Regions from separate parts of the Mus musculus genome. Here region 2 is linked to region 1. Evidence: chromatin contacts called from public HiChIP or PLAC-seq data. All regions are on one chromosome and are shown on one strand. The core of a region is the stretch at or near the end of the contact, and the rest is flanking DNA. Distances in the headings are between cores, read along the strand shown.

Evidence for each region. HiChIP or PLAC-seq counts read pairs in DNA pulled down with a chosen protein or histone mark.
Region 2: an H3K27ac HiChIP or PLAC-seq map of embryonic stem cells shows a contact between it and region 1, with 3 times the contacts expected there. The contact joins two enhancer-like sites. A contact is called at or near these places in 4 of 39 promoter capture datasets (embryonic stem cells, hippocampal neurons, second pharyngeal arch cranial neural crest and 1 more) and 2 of 115 datasets of contacts at active chromatin or transcription factors (embryonic stem cells and neural tube).

Annotation. Positions count from the first base shown.
Region 1 is chr6:31,704,158-31,709,821 of GRCm38.p6, forward strand. All of the region lies in intron 1 of Gm13846 (a long non-coding RNA gene), which reads left to right. Among named protein-coding and RNA genes, the nearest start is that of Gm13847, 41 kb to the left of the region's middle. Within about 2 kb of position 3,299, at least 3 of the 459 cell types and tissues checked have an H3K27ac peak or open chromatin away from gene starts, as enhancers often do. A contact at or near this core is called in embryonic stem cells, where this site is marked.
Region 2 is chr6:34,185,720-34,191,383 of GRCm38.p6, forward strand. No RefSeq gene overlaps it. Among named protein-coding and RNA genes, the nearest start is that of Gm32533, 8.6 kb to the right of the region's middle. Within about 2 kb of position 2,347, at least 36 of the 459 cell types and tissues checked have an H3K27ac peak or open chromatin away from gene starts, as enhancers often do. A contact at or near this core is called in embryonic stem cells, where this site is marked.

The DNA.
Region 1 (5,664 bases), core at 2,049-4,548:
GGGTGCTGGTATCTGAAATCAGGATATTTGGAAGAGCAGCAACCTTTGGCTCATCTCACCACCTCCTGCTTGCCTTTCTGAAACAGGGTCTCGGGTAGCCCAGGATGCTCCTGAGCTCACTATAGCTGTAAGGGTGAAAATGGCCTTGAATTTCTAATCCCCCGTTTCCACCTCCTAAGCACGGGGATCACAGGCATGCACCACCACACCCAGACATTCTTGCTCCTTCTCAGGTCCTTGCAGGGTGATCTGTGAGTGCCAAAAAAGAATCCCTTTGACTGTTGGGAAAGAGCCCGGATGTGCTCTGAATACACAGACGGATGTTGTTATTCAGCAGGAAGAAAGAAGAGGGAGAAAGCAAAAGGAGAAGATATTGTTTGGGTACAATCTGTGTTTGCAATTTTCCACATCGGTTCTTTTTATGAACACTCCAAAAACAAGACAACAGCAGTGGCTGATTCAATATGCGCCATGCAGGAAAACAATAAGGAAAAAAAATAAGGGTTTTTAATAAGCACTTGGAAAGGCTGTAATTAAATCTCAGGCTCTGTTTGGAAAACAAGAATCTCATTTAGTGCTTTTGCCCCTGTGCTCCCTAACATCTGCACCCGTGTTTTCTGCTGGGCAATTACTGAGTCCTCGGTGACTTGATTAACAAATACAGGTGCCGATTTGCTCAAGAAAGAGATCCTGGGATGGAAGTTGGGGAGGTGGCAGGGGGCTGTGGGAGCTAGGAAGATTTGACTCTCCCCAGCAGGTGTCTTGTGGACTTAGGAGAACCTGAGAAAGAAGAGTTGCTGGCTATGGGGAAGGAAGAAATCAGGGAGTGTGTGTGTAGTGGGGGTGGGGCAAGAGTGTCTCCCCACCCCTGCCTGCTTTCCTGAGAGTCACTTCCCACCAAGGAGCCAAGGATTATGAAAGAGGAGGGCTTCTCTAGCTTAGGATTCAGGGAGTTTTCAAACAGCTTAGCCAGTCCAATGTCATGGCACATACCTGTAATGTAATCCTTATACTTGGAAGGTGGAGGCAGGAAGGTATAGAGTTCAAAGTCATGTTCAATTACTTATGCATGTCTGCAAGCTTGGGCAGGGCCACCAAGCCTGAAAGCATTTTTAGGGGGTTTCTTCCAGTCTCTTTAATGATTTTTATTTTATTTTATATGTAGGAATGTCTTATCCACATGTACTCGGTGTACTACATTCATGCAGTGCCCACAGAAATCAGAAGGGGGCTATGAGGCTCTTGGAACTGGAGTTACAGACAATTTGTAACCCAGGTCCTCTGGAAAACTGGCAATATTTTTTATCCACTGAGCCATCTCTCTATCTCTTCTCCAAACCTTAATGCACTATTTGAATTTTCTCTACTGTGTGTGAGACTTCTATGCTTTGACAAAAGTTCAGGCCAAGTTGGCAGTGTCCAGGGAGTTGGAAGAACCTGCTGGCATTAAGACTTGGTTTTTTTACTTCTTCTTCTTCTTCTTCTTCTTCTTCTTCTTCTTCTTCTTCTTCTTCTTCTTCTTCTTCTTCTTCTTCTTCTTCTTCTTCTTCTTCTTCTTCTTCTTCTTCTTCTTCTTCTCCTCCTCCTCCTCCTCCTCCTCCTCCTCTTCCTCCTCCTTCTCTTAAAGATTAATTATTATTATACATAAGTCCATTGTAACTGACTTCAGATGCACCAGAAGAGGACATCAGATCTCATTATGGGTGGTTGTGAGCCATCATGTGGTTGCTGGGATTTGAACTCAGAACATTTGGAAGAGCAGTCAGTGTTCTTACCTGCTGAGTCATCTCGCCAGCCCATGCTATCTTTTTCTTCTCTTCTCTTCTCTTCTCTTCTCTTCTCTTCTCTTCTCTTCTCTTCTCTTCTCTTCTCTTCTCTTCTCTTCTCTTCTCTTCTCTTCTCTTCTCTTCTCTTCTCTTCTCTTCCCTTCCCTTCCCTCCCCTCCCCTCTTCTCTCTCTCTCTCTTTCTTTTGACAGGGTTTCTCTGTGTAGTCCTGGCTTTCCTGGAACTCACTCTGTAGACCAGGCTGGCTTCAAACTCAGAAATCTGCCTGCCTCTGCCTTCCAAGTGCTGGAATTACAGGCATGTACTACCACTGCCTGGCCTGTGCTATCTTCTTTCATAGTTCTGATACAGAATTTGAATTCTCTGGAAAGATTGTACTCTCCTTTCCATCCCTTTGTGACCTTTACAGGCATGTACTACCACTGCCTGGCCTGTGCTATCTTCTTTCATAGTTCTGATACAGAATTTGAATTCTCTGGAAAGATTGTACTCTCCTTTCCATCCCTTTGTGACCTTTACAGGCATGTACTACCACTGCCTGGCCTGTGCTATCTTCTTTCATAGTTCTGATACAGAATTTGAATTCTCTGGAAAGATTGTACTCTCCTTTCCATCCCTTTGTGACCTCCAGGAAAAGATTCTTCCTTTTGGAATCTCAAGGACAGATGAGTTTCCTTTGAGAGATTGTGTCCAATTTCATGGTGCTGCCTTATGGCTTCGAGAACCCCCACTCCTGTCATGGCTGCTCTCAGCTATAGCCAGAAGCTGGCTGTGGTTCCCTTCCTTCCTCAGCATTGCCCAAAAGCTCTCTATGCCAGTTGGAAGCAGCCATATTTGGTGTATGTGCTCATGGTAACTCCTGTACCTGGTGCCAGGCTCCTGGAGAAGATCTGGGATTCTGGAGGAGTCAGGCTCCTCTTGCTAGTGCTTAGAACAGGATCTCCTACTTCCTGGGATGGAGAAGGAATGCTTCCGACACGCTGTTCACTGCGGCTGCCTTTTCTTAGGCTGCTGGGGCTGCAGTCACCTGCTACTGCTGGGGCTGCTGGGCCCACAGCTTTTAGGGAGTGTTGCCTGAATCAACTCAACTAAAGAGGGAGGCGGGGAGAGGAGAAGGATGAGTATCACTCCAAATAAGGAGAAGTCAATTAATATTCTTGGAACTAACTCTCTTAGCTGTATCGTCTGCCATCAGGAAGTGGCGAAAATTCAGATAAAGACTAGAGCAGCAGGCCATTCCTTTCAAGCTGGGATGCTCTGCTTGGGGAAGTCTTGGGGAGCTGACACTTCACCATTACCCTTACATGCTAATTACAAACTTTAGAAAACACCTGAGGATGTCATTAATAACACCACCTGCCATGCATATTATACTTACTTCTGGGAGCTCTGATGACAGAGAATGCATGATTTCATTTATTGTCACTGACTGCGCTGGAAGGTGGCACCTCCCCTAGCCCCTTTCAGATTCAGATACAGAGGCCAGGGAGATCGTTGCATGTTAATGGCTAAATCAAGTTTCAGTCCCAAGCCTCCTTTGTTGAATTTCCTGAACAGACACTTGAAGGTAGGTCTCTTTAGAGAGATTTCCTGTCACCAGGACTGTTCTGCATACTCTAGGAGAATGTGGATAAAATATCAGATGCTCAATAGATCTTTGTTTTCCAAGGTAGCTGCTAAGCTGGTTCCTGTGCCGGTTGACTTCATGAGGGCTGTTGTTGAAGGGCTAGTGGTGGCCAGACTCTTTCCATAGTGCAGATGGGTAGGAAGCCAGTCTACAGCTGTGGTGTTTACACTGTTTGCCAAGCTGGACTGCCAAGTTCTGCCTCGTGGGCTCTGGCACATGGTCTTCACTCAGCATCTGTAAAGGGTCCAACCACGATCTGCTATGATGGATCTGTACAGACATGGCTTTGCCCTTGGTGAGTCTGTCTGAACCAAAGAACATGTCCCTTGGCCATCAGATGCATTGGCAGTGATTCAGGTTGTGATGGAAGAGAGGACCAAGCTTTCATTACTGATACCCTTTCCATACCCACCCCTCTGAAAACCCATGAGCAGAGACTTTCCTGACGCCACATTAGAAGAGATGCAGTAAAATCATGTGTGACCTCATTTAGTATTAATACTGTATTAGATACTTTCCCCATTATGACAAAACACCCTCCAAAAGTGACTGGAGAGGAAGAGGGATTTTATTTTGACTCATAATTTGGGGATTGTGGTAGTTTGAATAGGAAAGGCCTCCATAGACTCCTGCATTTGAATGCTTGGCCCTCGGGGGAGAGGGGTGACATTATTAGGAGGTGTGGCCTTGTTGAAGTGGATATGGCCTTGCTGGAGGAAGTGTGTCACTGTGGGGGCAGACTTTGAGAACTCAGGCGCTCAAGTCAGTTCTTTCCCAGCTTCCTGAGGATCAAGATGTAGAACTCTTAGCTCCTTCTCCAGTACCAGCATGTATCTACCTGCATGCTAGCATGTTTCCCACCATGATGATAATGATGGACTAAGCCTCTGAAACTGTAAGCCAGCCAAATTAAATGTTTTTCTTTACAAGCGTTGTTGTGAGTGTTTTTTTTTTTTCATAGCAATAGAAACCCTAACTAAGACAGAAGTTGGTACCAGGAGTGGGATATTGTTGTGACAGACCTGACTGGGTTTTTATTTGGAGGAATGTAGACTTTGGGATTTGGGGTTAGGAAAGTAGCGGATTACTTTACACACAGTTAAATAGGCCATACTAGTAAGAGCATGGAATACAGTTCTGATGAGGGTGATTTGAGCTGTGGGGGCCTGGCTGAAGAGGTTTCAGAGATTGTGAGATTTTGGTGAAGAATGTAGCTTTGCTTTGGCCTTGTCTGAAAAGTCTGCCCAAGGCTATAGTCGAGAGTTTTAATTCTGTTGACAGAAGAATCTTAAAACAACCTAGTATAGACTTTGTTGTGTGGTTATTAGTGCTCACTTGTATGCAGATCTTTAATGAAAAGGAGCAAGCTGAGCAAGAAAAAATAGAAAATGTAAACCTTGAGGAGAAAAGGGGCACCAGGGAGTGCAATAGAGCTAAGTCCTGTGCTCAAGGAGATAAGCATATTTTTTAAAAAGTCTGATATTAAATGGGAATAAAGGGAGTTGTGACCCCAGGGCTAGACCCCACCCTGCTAAATTTCCAACTTATGGAAAGGAAAGTAAAGCACTGAATCAGAATAATGAGGATTTTTTTATGTGATTCATAATATCTATGTGAATCATAGATATTTGTTTATAATTTTTTTTTGGTTACATCTTTATCTGGTTTTGGTATTAGGATAATTCTAACTAGCTGGGCGTGATGGTGCATGCCTTTAATCCCAGCACTTGGGAGGCAGGCAGATTTCTGAGTTCGAGGCCAGCCTGGTCTACAAAGTGAGTTCCAGGACAGCCAGGGCTACACAGAGAAACCCTGTCTCGAAAAACAAAAACAAAAACAAACAAAAAACCAACCAAACAAAAACAAAACAAACAAAAAAAATCTAACTTTGTAAGAAAGTTTAGTAACATTCCTGTGATGTTTGTATATGTTTGGTGCAGGGAATGGGATTATTAGGAGGTATGGCCTTGTTAGAGTGGCCTTGTTGGAGGAAGTGTGTTATTGTAGGCATAGGCTTTGAGACCCTGATCCTAGCTTTCTGGAAGCCAGTCTTCTTCTATTGCCCTTTAGATGATGATGTAGAACTCTTAGTTCCTCATGTACCATGCTTGTCTGGATGCTGCCATGCTCCTGTCTTGATGATAATGAACTGAACCTCTGAACCTGTAAGGCAGCCCAATTAAATGCTAGTCTTATAAGAGTTGCTTTGGTCATGGTGTCTGTTCACAACAGTAAAACACTAAGACAGTTG
Region 2 (5,664 bases), core at 1,097-3,596, 2.5 Mb after region 1:
ACACATTATGATGTCCTCTTGAGGTTCGTTCATGTTGTAGGATGAACCAGAATCCCCATCCCTTTTAAGGCTGAATAATATTCCATTTTATGTATTTTTCTTTCTGTGTTTTTCTTTTTTAGATTTATTTGTTTGTTTTTATTTATATGAGCACACTGCCGCTGTCTTCAGACACACCACAAGAGAGCATCGGATCCCACTACAGATAGTTGTGAGCTACCATGTGTTCGCTGGGAATTGAACTCAAGACTTCTGGAAGAGCACCCAGTACTCTTAACCATTGAGCCATCTCTGCAGCCCCACCCTGACCCCCACTTCATGTATTTTATCCATTCATCCATTGTTGTTTTGGATGGATTCCCAAAGGATCAGGTGCTAAGAGTTTGGTCCCTGGTGTGATGATGGGGAGAGAGGATGGGGCCTTCAGAGCTGATTATATCTTGAAGGTGATTAATACTTTTATCCAAGGTCATATTCTTCTTCTTGTGAGAAGTTACATAGGAGCTGGCTCTTAGAGACAAGTCATCCCATGTGCTTGGCCCATTTTATATGCTCCTTGGTTTATCATATGCTTTTCTTTCAAGTGGTCACACAGTGTGTGTCGTGTGTGTGTGTGTGTGTGTGTGTGTGTGTGTGTGTGTGTGCTGGAACCATGCTTTTTGGATCTTCCAGTCACTAGAATCATGAGTCAAATACATTTATTTTATGTATAAGGCATCCAGACCAGAGGCATTTTGTTATAGCAACAGAGAAGGGACTAATACAGTCCACTGATGGACAACTGAGTTGCATCTATCATTTGGCTGTTATGACTCATGTTTGGAACGTGGATATAAATATATCACTTCCCTCTGCTTTCAATTGTCTGGAGAATATTCCCCAAAAGGAATCCCTGAGTCATACGGTCATTCGGTCATTCTGGGTGAACATTTTTTTTTGGAACCTCCATATTGTCTCCACAGCTTCTGTACTATTTTACATTTCCACCAAAAGTGTTCAAGGATTCAGAGCTTTCCAGATCTTCCTAATGTTTGATTCTTGTCATTGCTGACCATTGTCTTAATTGTGGCTTTGTTGCTGTGATAAAACACTCTGAGCAGAAGCAACTTGTGTATGAAAAGGTTCATTTCATCGTATAGCTTGTAGTCTATCATCCAGGGAAGTCCGGCAGGTTCTCAAGGCAGGAGCCAAGAGGCAGGAATGGAAGCAGAGGCCATGGAGGAGTTGGCTTGTTCAGCTGGCTTTCTTGTAGCACGTGTGATGACTAACACTGTTTTAAGTCTAAATTACTGTGCTTAAGCGATCTATGAAACAAAAATGCCCTCTAACCTGTAAGCTCCACTTTCCTCCCAAAAGGTCGCTTCCCGGAGCACTGGGGGCTGTGTTTTGTTTTGTTTTGCTTATAATTGCTTGGTTCTGTATAATTTTAATGAAACTGTTGTTCATGTAAGATAACAAACCAAGTGTTTTCACCTCCGTGAAGTGAAAGAAGTCAAGAAGTATGTAGCCTTGTGAGTTTTGCCTTTAGAAGTTCCTAACTGATGCAATTTGGGGCAACATCTTGGGAATCCTGAATTTAGGGTGTAGGCCTGGTAACAGTCTCAAAATAAAGCTCTTCTTTTTTCTAAAATGTATTCATGGTTGGTGAATCTCTGAAGCACCCCAGGCCCATAGCACTCTCAAGACCCAAGAGTAGCATCAGTCACAGTGGGTTGGGCCCTCCTACACCAATCAGTGTCTTAGTTGCTTTACTATTGCTGTGCTGAGGCATGGTGACCAAGGCAACCCATAGAAAGAAGAATTTATTTAGCTTAAGGGTCTAGAGGGTGGAGCACCAATCATGGCAGGATAACACAGCTGAGAGTTGCAGACACGTTGCCCTGAGAACAGCATTAGTATTTAATGTCAGTGCTCACTCCTGATGACACACTTCCCCCAAGAAAACCAGACCTTCTAATCCTTCCCACTGGGGACCAAGCCATTCAAACATAGGAGCCGCTGGGGACCTTTCTTATTTAAACCACCACATTCCACTCTCTGACCCCCCACAGGCTTGGGGCCATATTATCATGCAAAATGTGTTCAGTTCCACTTTAAAAGCCCCCCCTCATAGTCTCTCACAGTTTCAACACAATTTAAAAGTCTAAAGTTGTAAATCTCTTAAGATTCAAGGAAATCTCTTAATTATAACCCCATGTAAAAATCAAAAACAAATTATATACTTCAAGCATACAATGCCAGAAAGATATATATTCCCTTCCAAAGGGAAGGAATCAGGCCATAGTGAGGAAATACTGGACCAAAGCAAGACCAAAACCCAGCAGGGCAAACTCCAAGTCCTTTTGCTCCGTATCTGATGTCAAAGGGCTTAGCCGGCCCTGCCTTTCCAGCTTTTCTAATTGCAACACCCTCCTCTCTCTTGGGAGGCTTCCACTCCCTGTCTGCAGGGCTCCTGGGCAATTATCCCAAAACTCTGGCATCTCTAACATCTTGGAGTCCCCAACACAATCCAGGCTTATCTTTCACAGCTTCACTCCCTGAGTGCGGCCTTTCAGGGCCTTTATGCAGAAACAGCCCTCCCCCATCTCCCATCCTCGACTCCAGGCCTCATTGGTGATCCTTAACCGTGGAGAAAGATTCCACAGCCTCTTTAACTCACGTGACCTTCATGACTTTAAAGCTAGAGCCATGTGGATGACCCTGCCAAATGTGGCTCCCTGCTTGGGACAAGGCCTGGCCCCTCTGAGTCCCATCTGCAGCAGCTTTCCTTGTTAATGATTTGTAGGAGTAGAAAATTCCTTAGAGCCTGGCGTGGTGGTGCATACCTTTAATCCCAGCACTTGGGGGGCAGAGGCAGGCAGATTTCTGAGTTTGAGGCCAACCTGGTCTACAAAGTGAGTTCCAGGACAGCCAGGGCTACACAGAGAAACCCTGTCTCAAAAACCCTAAAAAAAAAAAAAAAAAAAAAAAAAAAAAAGAAAATGAAAAGAAAATTCCTTCGAGCTCTCCTTTCACAAGTTGGGATCTTATCCAGGTGGGATCTTGCCCTGTAGACACTCTTCCCTTTCTCCCAGATCCAGTCGGGCCTCTCCTCAACCTCCTTCTTTTCAGCACAAGCCTTGGCTCCCACATTAACTTTCCTGATGCCCTTTCTCTCTTCAAGCTGTCTATTTTGCACGTGTCCCCTCCCCACTTTTCACTGTAGAACTGCACAAAAGTGACGATGAGATAACCATGTCACAGAGTCAGTACTGGACTGCCTTGAAATTTCTGCTAAATACATTAGTCCATTGCTTTTTCAATTTAGCCCCAGGCAAGTTCTGAAGAGAAGGCTAGAAAGCAGATGATTTTTTTTTATTTTATTTTTTACCCAATTATCACAATGGTCTGTATCCTAGTTGCTAATATTGTTCTGCCTCTTACGCTGGGCCTCCATGGTCCATACTGATCTCTCCCTGTCTTCGAACTGTCTTTCAAGCTCCTACTAGGATAGCCTGTAAAACCCCACTTATGATGTTTAAAAATCTCCAGATCTTCCACATTCCTCTAAAAGAACTGCATGGTTGGGTTTGTTGCAGCAACAGCCCCCTTCCTGGTACCTGTTACATTCGTTACTTTTCTATTGATGTGATAAAACACCGTAACCAAGGCAACCTGTAAAACAGTGTTTAATTGAGCTTATGGTTTTAGGTGGTTAGAATCCATGATGGTGGCACAAAGGCTCAGCTGCAGAGACTGCTGAGAGCCCACATCTTGATCTACAAGCAAGAGACAGGGAGTGCATTGAGGATGTCTGGAGGTTTCTGAGGCCTTGAACACTTCCTCCAACCAGGCCACACCTCATAACTCTTCCCAATCGGTTTCACCAATGAGGGGCTGTGGGAATGTGTGACCGTAGAGAACATAAGATAGCCACTGAAAGACCTTGCTAGAATAGCATGCTGGGGAGCTTCCTCTAGAAGGTTGTGACTAACACTCCCTTCCCAGAATGACCCAGCAAAACAAGGCTTACAAGAAAGCCCCGACTATAAGGCAGGTGCAGATAATAACCAAGAATGCTTCAGTTCCCTCTTTTGGTGACTAAGACATCACCTCACCCAGGGTCATCAATGCTGCTTAGGGAAGGTCATGAAACACTTGCCTCTCAGGAAGGGAGAGGCTAATTACCATTTTTAAAGGGGTGAAAGAAAAGGTCAGCTCTGCCAACAGTGGGCTTAAATAAACTTGCGTTGTTAACAAGTCCTACCCTTAAACTGTATAGAAAGTGTGTGCTTAGGAGATTCAGGGGCACCTCTGCCCCATTGCAGGACAGCCCCAGCTCGCAGGATCAATAAACCTCTTGCTTGTTTCATTGATCTCCATCTCTGTGTTTCTGTGAGTGGAACATCCCAGACGTAAGGCTCTTCAGGTCTTACAGGGTCAAGGATTGACACTTATGAGCTGACAGAGACCATTCTCACTATACATTATAGTCATCAACCAAAAGAAAGCAACACAGGCTTGCCCACGGGCCAGTCTGGTGAAAGTACTTTCTCAGTTGAGCTTCCCTCTTCCAAGATGACTCTAACTTGTGTAAAATAGACTTGAAACAGTCTGCACGACCATATCTTTGGGTAGTTATCCTAAGGCAGAGGTTCTCAACCTGTGGAACATGACCCCTTTGGGGATTGTATAGTCTATATTTTGCATAAAAGATACTTACCTTATGATTCATAACAGTAAAAAAAACTACAAGAAGGTTGAACAGCATATGAGATGCATTCAGATTTTGGTTGAAATTTATTTAATGATTAGGAGGATTAAACATCTGTTCATTTACTTATGAATCAAATATTGGTCACATACAGAAATATCTGTTCAAATTGTTCTTTGACTTTACATTTAGAAGCACAGTAAAGAACAAATTCTTTAGGTTGATGGTGTCTGAACTCTGATTAGTCTCTAAGCAGCAGAACTAAAAGGAGCAGGAGGCCGTCTCAGAACACCCTTCACTTGACACTTGCCCTAGTGTGTTAACCTTTTATGTTGATGAATCTTCTTATTTTTTCTTTGCTAAAAAAAAATCATAAATTTGCTCATAATTCAACAGTGCAAAGTCAAAAAGACATAAAAATGTAATAGGTTTGTCTTAGGGTTTTACTGCTGGGAGCAGACACCATGACCAAGGCAAGTCTTATAAACAACATTTAATTGGGGCTGGCTTACAGGTTCAGAGGTTCAGTCCATCATCATCAAGGTGCAAGCATGGCAGCATCCAGGCAGGCATGGTGCAGGCAGAGCTGAGTTCTACATCTTCATCTGAAGGCTGCTAGGAGAAGACTGGCTTCCAGGCAGCTAGGATTGGGGATCTTAAAGCCCATGTCCCAGAAACACACCTACTCCAACACATCTCCAAATAGTGCCACTCCCTGGGCCAAGCATATTCAAACCATGACAAGGTTAAAATTGTAAGCCCTTCCCTTGAAACTCAACAACTCAACTAACTACCTTCCTTACATACTTCTGCCGTTCCTGAGTTTTGTGCATTTCTCTCATTAGCTAATAGGCAGAGATACATTTTTTAAACACAAATATTTTTCCTTAATCTGTCTTGGAAACTGTTCCATATTAGCCTGGTGATGGTTCCATATTAGCCTGGTGATGGTGCCACCAGCTCCTTTGGCT